Linked DNA regions of Rattus norvegicus: region 2 is linked to region 1. A link is a contact called in public HiChIP or PLAC-seq data. All regions are on one chromosome and are shown on one strand. The core of a region is the stretch at or near the end of the contact, and the rest is flanking DNA. Distances in the headings are between cores, read along the strand shown. Region 1 holds the start of Stk40 (serine/threonine kinase 40). Region 2 holds the start of Map7d1 (MAP7 domain containing 1).

Region 1 (4,418 bases), core at 1,737-4,236:
GTTAGCTAAGGCTGGAGGTCTGCCTAGGCATGGTAGCCCATGCCTCTGGTCCTCAGAGGCAGGGGCAGGTGGATTTTCCTGAGTTGCAAGGCTAGCCCGGTCTGCCTACAGAATGAGTTCTAGGCCAGAGATACATAGCAAGACGCTGTCTCGGAAGGTGGGAGGGCGTGGCGTGACCTTTGGAGGAAATGTGGTTTTTAAAGGGGAAAAAAAACCCAGTTTTTAAATGTCACTCCAGAAAGGGAGGGGACTCTCCCCCAGAGTTAAATGAGTGCTACTGGGCAGCGTAATCTAATCTGGTCAGAAGTAGTCAACTACTACGCCCTGTGTTGGGAGCTTGGGGAGTCCCACAGGGTGCAGAGGCTGCAGGCTTAGCCCGTGTATGTGCACTAACAGCTTCATCAGACACAAGTAGAAGATGAAGTCTCAAGGTGAATGACAGTGGGAATTTGAAGTCAGGCTTCCCTAATACCAGATTCCATCTCTGAACCGTGGCACTTTTATTTTGTATTTGTTCTTTAACACGTGGTCGCATGTAGCCCAAGCTGGCCTTCAAGGAAGGACACTGGGATTACATGCTCGGTTTATTGTAATACTAGGGTTGGGACTCAGCGCTTCACCCATGCTAAGGCCAGCATTGTACCATCGGGGCTACTTCTCCAGCCACTGTGGCACTCATCTGTTTCCCAGTACTCTTGGCATTCATTCTATTGCTCATTCCCAGTGTGAGTTGGACACTCAAAACTTGACATACCACTGGATCGGGTAGTGCAGGCCTATAACCAGGCTGTTGGGGAAGTGGAGGTAAGTTACAGGTTCAAAGCCAGACAGTACTATAGACTGAGTGAAGCGCCCTCCTGAGCAGCTTACCAAGACTCCATCTCAAAAACAAAAGCAGAGGAGATACAGCTCAGTGGTGATATATCCTCTACCTCAGAAGAGGCCATAGATTTGGTCCCATGCATCAAAAAAGCAAAACCAACACCAAAACCTTGCCATACTCAGGCCTTGGAGCTTGGACCCAGAGAAGCTGAAAACCAGCTGCTAAGTAGGACTGCAGTTCTATAGTCTGAAGACGCTCCTGGGGGTGAGGTCTCCTCCCCTCCTTCTGTGATAGTCCAATCTGCCTACCCCTCTTCAAGAAGCCATGTTGAGCTGTTGTGACAGGTGTCACTTTGTTATGGCAGCACCATCTGCCAGTGAGCCCGAGTTGGAGAGCCAGCAGGAGACTGTCACCACGCATGTATGTCCCAGAGATCCTTGAGTTGGTGTCCTGATGACAGTTTTGGTTGTTTTTTTTTTTTTTTAACTCCTCTGGCTGGCACTTTTAGTTTCTATTCCTTACCCTCTTTCTCCTCCTCTGCTTTGTTAAAACGTCTATATTTTGAGTCAGCTGAGAGCCTACCCGGAGTTGGGATGGTGGTGTCAGCGCCCAGTGATTCATCTTACTGATAATTAAGAGAAAACCCAAGACTCCTCTGTGTCAAAGGCAGGGCTTCCGGAATCCTTACTCTCTCCACTTTGTCATAGAGAGGAGCAAAGTGGGCCTGGCTTTTGGATGCCCTGCCTTTGGGTCATGTGCCTCCTAGAGGTTCCCTGACTGAGACCAGTGGGCATTTATAGGGTGTGGTGAGCTGGATGTGAAACTCTTCGGGTCCTCCCAGAGTTGGTGTGATGTGTTATTCCCACTCAGACAATCAGGATTTACACTGAGTTGCCTAGTTTGTAAGTGATACAACGGAGATTCAAGCGCTAGCCTTTTGGAATCCACCAAACTTTATTTAAACCACAGTCCAACTATTATTAGCTGAGTGTCATGGCAAAGGTTCCCCTCTCTGAGTGCTACCTTCTGCCTTTGTAAACAGGTCTCTAAAAATGCTTCCCAAAGCCAAGGCCTTGGGAGCTGCTCTTATTACTAGTTTTTCAGCATTATCTGCAGCTGAGTGGCCACCAAGCATTCAAAGGGACTAAGAAAGGATGCAGACTGGGACCTCATGAAGACCAGCCTTCCTGTCCCAGCAATACCTTGTGAAAATGTGACAAACATTTACTCCTAGCAGGGCTTAGTCGTGGCCACGTGAGTCTACACGTGGAAACAGAATGACCCAGGGGAGGGGAGAAAAAAGCTGAGAGTCATCAAGTACACTTGTTAACTCTGAGACAAAGGAGTGGGACTATGGCCGCTGGTACTGCTGCCACCGAGCCCTTCTGGCCGCTTCTACACAGCAGTGGACGGAAGCCAGGATTTTCGAGGGCCCCCAGTGAGTCACCAGACTGATGCAATCCCTTTAAAGGGCTCATCTGCTGGTGCAAGAAGCTGATTCATGGAGGGCGTGGCTGCTGAAGGAGGAGAAAGGGACGGAAACTGGCAGCAGGGAGTGAGGTAGACAGCCGGCTGAGATCGTTCATTGGAACTCTTCACTGCAATCTCCCTGGACAAGACTCTAGGGATGTCCAAGAAGAACTAGGCCATCTTTGGGGTTTCTGAAGGGCCCACAGTGAAATGAATTGTGACAGTAGCGACAGCAATTCGTGACTTCTCTTGAACCCAACTTCAGCGCTTTCCCACATAAATTTCCAGAAGCCGAGAAATGAGGAGCAAAGAAAGGCCACTTTTCTAAAGAATGCAGTGCAGTTTGGCGGTTTTTGCAGCCACTTAGAGGTGTTCCCCAACCCCAGCAAGGAGAGCAGTAAGTCGACGAGGTTCTGCAGAGCCAAAGCGGGGCGGCGCCTCAGTCCCAGTCTCACTGTAGATGTAGATTAGCGGTAAGTACCGCCCCCTAACTGTCCAATCGCTTTACAGATTTTGACTCAGACTCCACCCAGAACCAATTGGCGATCTAATCTGTGCCGCCTGCCTGACGGTTTCCGCCCATCCTGAAGATGGCGCACCAACCCCAGACTCAGGCGAGGGGGCGGGGGGCGGGGCCGAGGGCCTATGCGTCACTTCCGTTGTCAGGTGGCGGCGCCGCAGCCATGGAGGGAGGCGGCGGCGGCAGCTCTGGCGGCTGCGCTGGGAGGCGGCGGTGAGCGGCTCCCACGCCCCCGGCCCGGCCCCGGCCACCGGGACGGAGCGCCGAGCAGCCCCGGCTCTGGGCTGCGGACTATGGGCAAGCAGCGCTGATCCCCCGGGAAAGGTGAGCGGGGGGTCCCGGGACGCAGAGCCGGGTGGGGGCTGCGTGCTGGCGGGGCGGGCCACCGTGGCAGGGGGACCCCGGTGACAGCCCGAAGCCGACCTGCGCGACCAGAATGGCCATAGTGAATTCCTCCTCCGCCACCGGGGTCTGTCCTTCCCGGCGGCGGGGGCGTCGACTGCCAGGAGCCTTGGTCTTCGCCGCAGCCCTGGGAAATGGGCACTGCCCGCCTTGCCCAGACCCACTCAGCCAGTCAGCGAAGCACCCGGCGTTTGGCCCGCTCTAGGTTTTCCCTGAGAGAGAGCCCCCTCCTCCTCTCCATGCTTCTCTTCTGACCCAGAGAGTGACTTGAAAGTTAGGACTAGTCCCCAAGGAGAGCCAGCCAAGGTTTTCCTCCCGGAGCCCTCACCCGTTGGCACCGACACCATCGCTGCTGGGGAATTTTCACATCCTGGGCGGCGTTCAGGTGCGAGTCACAGCTACCTGCTTGCCAGATCCACGTTGGGCCGGTCTTCACCGTTGGGGAGCTTGCTGTGGTCAGTGTGTTTCACCTGCCACCCTGGTCAGGTCCGCCCATTCCTACAATGCTTGGCCCCACCTTTCAATCTTGGGTAGGAGCTTTCGGATTCCTGGTGGCTTCTCTGTCCACCCCCACTCCCCCAGGTTGTTGGCGGAAGGAAGAGGTGACAGCCGCTTTCAGTGGCAGGATAGACTTTGCTCTGTTTTAAGTCACTGGAGGAAACCGGTTGGCTTTGCTGGTTTTCAGAATCATTGAGGAAGAGGGTAGTCATGCTGGGCTGGGCGCCTTTCCCTCTTGGCTGAGTAGTTTTGCATGAGATAAGGAAGAGCAAAATCCTACAGCCCTTATTTGTAAACACTGCAGTGAGTTCCTCCTTAAAGGTCCTGTTATGTCAGTTTGTAGGTTAGACCTCGACCTGCCAGAGATAGTCTTCATTCATTCATTCATTCATTCATTCATTCATTTATTTTTCACATAACAAAAGGGCCTGTAGAGCCAAGTGCTGTGTGGTATTAGTAGGTTTTGAAGGCATACTCCTTAAATTCTGGAATTAAAGGTGTGTGTCACCTTCCTCTGAAATCCTTAAATTCAAATTCTGGTGCAGCAGCCTAATGGTTGCCCGACCTGCCACCGTTCGTAAGTGTCTTCATTTGCAAAACACTGGTAGTGGCAAAAAGAGTCCTTGTGGAGAACTAAGTTAACACATAATAAAGAGGTCCCTATCTGAACCAGTTCGCTGTCTAGTTAGAGGAAACTGACCTGCA
Region 2 (4,679 bases), core at 2,124-4,623, 170 kb after region 1:
CACTCTGGTCTGGGGCCCTGCTCTCAGCTTCCCGTTCCTCTGCTCACCTCTGCCCCCATTAATAGCCAGTGGCCATCTTTAGGGGGAAAAGGGCTAAGCTGGCCTAGTGCCCTTATTCCTCATTTGCATATGCGTGACTGCACATTAGAGGCTCATTAAAGACCTCATTACCGAGCCCACCAGTCCAGTGAGAGGGACTGTCCAGCAGCGGGAGGTGTCAACCATGGTTGGCTGTCGCATGGAAATCTGTGGTCATTGGGCTGGTCGTCTACGGGGCCTGCTGCAAACAAAGCCCACACTCTGCAGTACTGACTAAGCTGGCAGACAACTGTAGTGTTTGTCCTTCAGAGAACACATCTGCTCCCCTACTAAGTCAGAGAAGGTACCGACTGAGTTCACCACCTCAGCACAACCAGCACCCTGCTGTCATATCCTGGGGCCACAGGACAGTGTGTGAGACCCGACCAGTTTTCTCTCCTCCTGCCATGGCCCTATATTGGGTACAGCAGCCTCTCTCCTGTCCAGATGCCCTCCAGCTCCTCACATCAGTCTAGATGTCCCTCCCCTGGTATTCTGCCCTATTTATACTGTCTCTTGCCTCTGATTCTAATGATGTCCCATCTCTGGTCCTCAGACCTCTGACAGAACGAGAAATGATATCACTAAAACACAACCTAGGCTGGCATTTATTGAGTACTAACTGTGTGTTGGGAGCTAAGTTAAAGAGCCTGGTGCCTCTGAGGGGTCATTTCTAGTATTATTTTTACTTTATACACGGGAAAACTTGAGACTCGGGTTATGAACACACACATACCCCTGCCCCCCAAAACACACATCATACAGTGGAGGTTAGTGCGTGGAACTCATAGATTCTAGCATCTACACTCTGAAACGATTCCCAATTCCCACTCTCCCCTCCCCCACAGTTCACGCCTCCCTGCTGGCACCAGTTGTAATGAGTCTAACCACAATAATGGTAATCACACTTTACCGAGGGTTTCTGGTGACTGCATGCCAGCTTCCCTTAGGTTCATCATCTCCCGCCAACCACAAGAGGCTCATAGCACAAACCCTGCTCCCTGTTTTCCCAGGGGCGGAATGCCTGGGTCCCGTGCAGTAGCCAGGAAACAGCTGTCTGGGATTTCCATCCAGGCTTCTGACTCTAAAGTGGGTGCCACCCTTGTCCCCTACCCCATGCTGTCTGTTACAGCTCAGTGTACAACTAAGCATCCAAAGAGAGGAGGGTTATGTCACCAACACTCAGAGACTCAGACCATTGCCCCATATTCCCCTGGCACATGCTATGGGCCTGTCATTTATCCCCAGGAAGCCGTTGCTTCGGTCACTTTCAGATTCTCAATGTGTAGGGACAAGCCATGATCCTGACCCAGCTTCTCGTGTAACTCCACCTAGATCCCTGTGTACAGAAGAGTCTTCTCATCCCAGGCCTCTGCATCCCACTCAGCTAGGCCCTTAGTAGAGTCAAGCCTCTCATCCCTGCCCTCATACTCAGTCTGGGCCACCCACCTAAGTGCCCTAATTATAATCCAGCCACAGATAAGGCTGTGTCTCTGCCCTCATTCAGGCTCTTGTGCACACCCCAGTGCCAAGGACTCTCAGGTGCAAAGTACCAGTAAGCAGATGGCTAGACCAGGCTGAGCCTCCCTAGGTGTTCCCTCTCAGGCTCCGTAGAGCCAAGACAAACCCAACCACCCTCATTGCCAACACAGTCACCAAACCTCCAGAAGCCTACCACTCTTCTGTGTCCTCTTACAAGTCATAGGTCCCCTCCAAGCACCCAGACTGGCACAGGGAGGAGCCCACCCACAGCCAAGCAGCCCCACCTCATCCTGGGTGTTCTCCACACCTATAGATACTCTTTTATTCTGGGCCCCACACCCCAGGGGGCAGGGAAGTGACAGGATTAGGCTGGGAACTCTTTGGGGGTGTGGGGATGACTGTGTCAGTGGATCAGGACTTGGGTCTTCATAATCATGCTTTTCCCTCCCCTTCCAGGAAGAAAGAGTCCTCCCTCCAACACCAGGCCCAACCAGAATTCTGTCCCCACCCCCTCATCAGCTGCTCCCAGATCGAATGGGATTTGCAGAAGTCCAGGACACTGGTGGTTGGTGGGGTGAGGGGTGGAAAGGAGAGCTTTGGTGGTCTAGCACATTGAGACAGTTTGTGTGTGTGTGTGTGTGTGTGTGTGTGTAAGCATCCAAAAACCTCAGTCTGGGGGAATGATGTGGCACGTCGGGGGTGCCATCCTTGAGCGTTCACCTCATTCTACAGACTCCAGCCCAGAAAAGTGACGTGGTGCCGGCAGGACCTCTGTCACTCCTGTCCCAAATCAGACTGGGTGGGCTCTGAAGTAGGCCTGGCTTTTGGGAAGGCGGCCCACTCCCCAGCTCCCGCCCGCGCCCCAAACAATACCGCCTCCCCCTCCCCCTCGCCTTTATCCGGCGGGTTACTTGGCAGCCACCGCTAGAGACCTCCCCCTCGTCTCCCTCCCCTCCCGGTCGGCCCGCAACAGCAACAGGCCCTTTGCGCGGCAGCTGGACGGATGGGGTGGGGGCGAGGTCTGGGCCAGGGCCTGGGCGTGGGGGTACGAGGGCCTAGCTTCGGTATGCATGGTTCCAGACCTGAGAATCTGGTCCCCTAACACACACAGTAAGGCTAAGGTCACACGTGCCCACGGAGGATGGAGAAGACAGCAGTTCCAGCTCAGTAAAAGAGGATCTTCAGTCTGGGGTGGATCTCGAAGGAGAGTGGGGGTGGGGAAGAGAGGATGGCACCGGGCTGCGGCAGAAGGGTCACCCCATCGATTCCCTAACCGGTTCCCACGGATCCCGATGCCCCGTGCGTCCCGGCGCGGAGGATGGGGGGAGGAGGCAGCTGTCAGAAGATGCGTCCGTGGCCCCGAGCCTCGGCGGCCGCCGCAGCCTTTATTTTTAAACTTCTAAGTGGTCAGAGGGCGCGGCGGGGGAGGGGTCCCCGCCCAGCCGCCAGCCTCATCCTTGGCCGCCCCGCGGCTACTCGGCCTCCCTCCCGTTCTCTTGTGTGGCTCCCGGCTTACCTGCGGGTGCGCCCGGGCCGGGCTCCACACGCGGGCCACTCTCCATGGCTGCGGCGTCACAGGAGGTTTTGGGGGAGGGGGGGTCTCAGCCGCGGCGGCGGCGACGGCCGGAGGCCAGGACCGGGGTCCCGCGGCGCATCCCGCCCGGCCCGCCCTGCGGGCAACGACTCAGAGGCGGCCGCGCTCGGAGTGGGAGAGGTCGAGGCCGGTAGCTAGTAAAGCTCAGAGTAGCCGGCTACCCGGGGCCGGTCCTCCGCGACCGCGATTCTGCTGCTTTGCCCCGCGCCGGCCGAGTCCTCGTCGCGGCCCAACCCTATTGTACCGCCCGGGCTGGGCCTGGCCTCTGTGAATGTACCAAGTGCGCGGGGGACGACCGCCCCCGCAGTTATGGAGTACGGAGCCACAGCGGGCAGCACCAGAGGGCTCCGACTCCGCCCTGCGATGCAGCACGGAGAAACTCGGGACGCTCCTTCTGTGGTCGCCGCAGGGCAGACGCCGAGCTGGGGGCACGCTGCCGGCCACGCTGCCTCCCCCTGCGGCCGCGGGTTGGTACGTGCCGCGCGCCTGAAGACTATGTAGGGAGCTCTCGGGTGACTCACCGGCCGCTGGGACTGGGGGAGTGGGGAGCTGGGTTGGGATCCCCCATTCTCTGGATGCTGGAGGCTTCAGCGTCAAGTCTAAATTCTCTCCCAAGCCTGCCTCAGACAAAATCTTCCTGGGGGACGTTGCAACGCCTGAAGAACGGTCTCATGGAGACTCCTAAATGGGCTATCCTTTCTCTTTATTGGTGATAGCTGCAAAGGCGCTTTTCCTCTTGCACCCTAGGGTTGGTGTCTTCTCTGTTTCTCTGGGAGTAATTACAACCCTGTAAGGCTCTTTTACTCAGGTCTCTAATCTGTTGGGGCCCTCCCTGCTCCAAACTGGGTGGTCCTAGCCTTGAACCTCCCTTACCTTCATCAGAAGACCCCACCCCACCCCCATATCTCCCCAGAAGGATTTTCTTTCCAATGGCACATCGCGATAAACAGTAGTGAGCCTGTCACCTTCCTCCCCCAAAATATTACAGCTCTGTGCTCTGGAGTGGGCTCTCCTATCTCCTGGTTCTATGCCCGCTGAGGTGAGGGCCTCGAGCCAAGTCAGGCTTGGCCTGGGACAGGGTGCGGGGAGCTTGCTGGGAAAGTGGATCGATAGTGGAGGTGCTGGTGCAGAGAGGACCAGACTGGAGGGAGGGAGGAGGGGCCGCTGGGCTTTGCTTATCCTGGCCCTGCTCTTTGTCCTGACCTGGAGGTCAGTTCTCTCGTTGTCCACAGATTAGGGCCAGTGAGGCACTGTCTCCCTGCCCCTCCTTCCCCTTCCAAACTACTGGACCCGCCTTCCTTAGAGCACCTCCACAGAACAGTCATTCAAAGGGAGAGGGCAGAAAGTAAGATGGCAGAGGTTTCAGGCAACCTAGAAGCCGTCTCTATCCTAAGAAGTGTAGTAGGTAACTGGAGCTTTGAACCCTGTGGGAGTTGGGAAGCTTGGACAGGACTGGAGGCCGAGTGACTTTAGAAAAGGGTGGGGCTAAAAGGCCGGCAACTAGCGCTAACGGGTGACAAATCTC

Evidence for each region. HiChIP or PLAC-seq counts read pairs in DNA pulled down with a chosen protein or histone mark.
Region 2: a contact with region 1 is called in an H3K27ac HiChIP or PLAC-seq map of oligodendrocytes, with 2.5 times the contacts expected there. The contact joins the promoter of Map7d1 here to the promoter of Stk40 in region 1. A contact is called at or near these places in 3 of 12 Hi-C or Micro-C datasets (the A7r5 cell line, frontal cortex and mammary epithelial cells) and 1 of 1 datasets of contacts at active chromatin or transcription factors (oligodendrocytes).

Annotation. Positions count from the first base shown.
Region 1 is chr5:143,662,714-143,667,131 of GRCr8, forward strand. It overlaps Stk40 (serine/threonine kinase 40), which reads left to right and starts at 2,987. Exons shown (of 11, transcript NM_183056.2): 1 at 2,987-3,137.
Region 2 is chr5:143,833,648-143,838,326 of GRCr8, forward strand. It overlaps Map7d1 (MAP7 domain containing 1), which reads right to left and starts at 3,374. Exons shown (of 18, transcript NM_001109438.1): 1 at 3,077-3,374. The coding sequence starts at 3,122. LOC134486990 (a long non-coding RNA gene) reads left to right here and starts at 3,193. Exons shown (of 2, transcript XR_010066635.1): 1 at 3,193-3,625.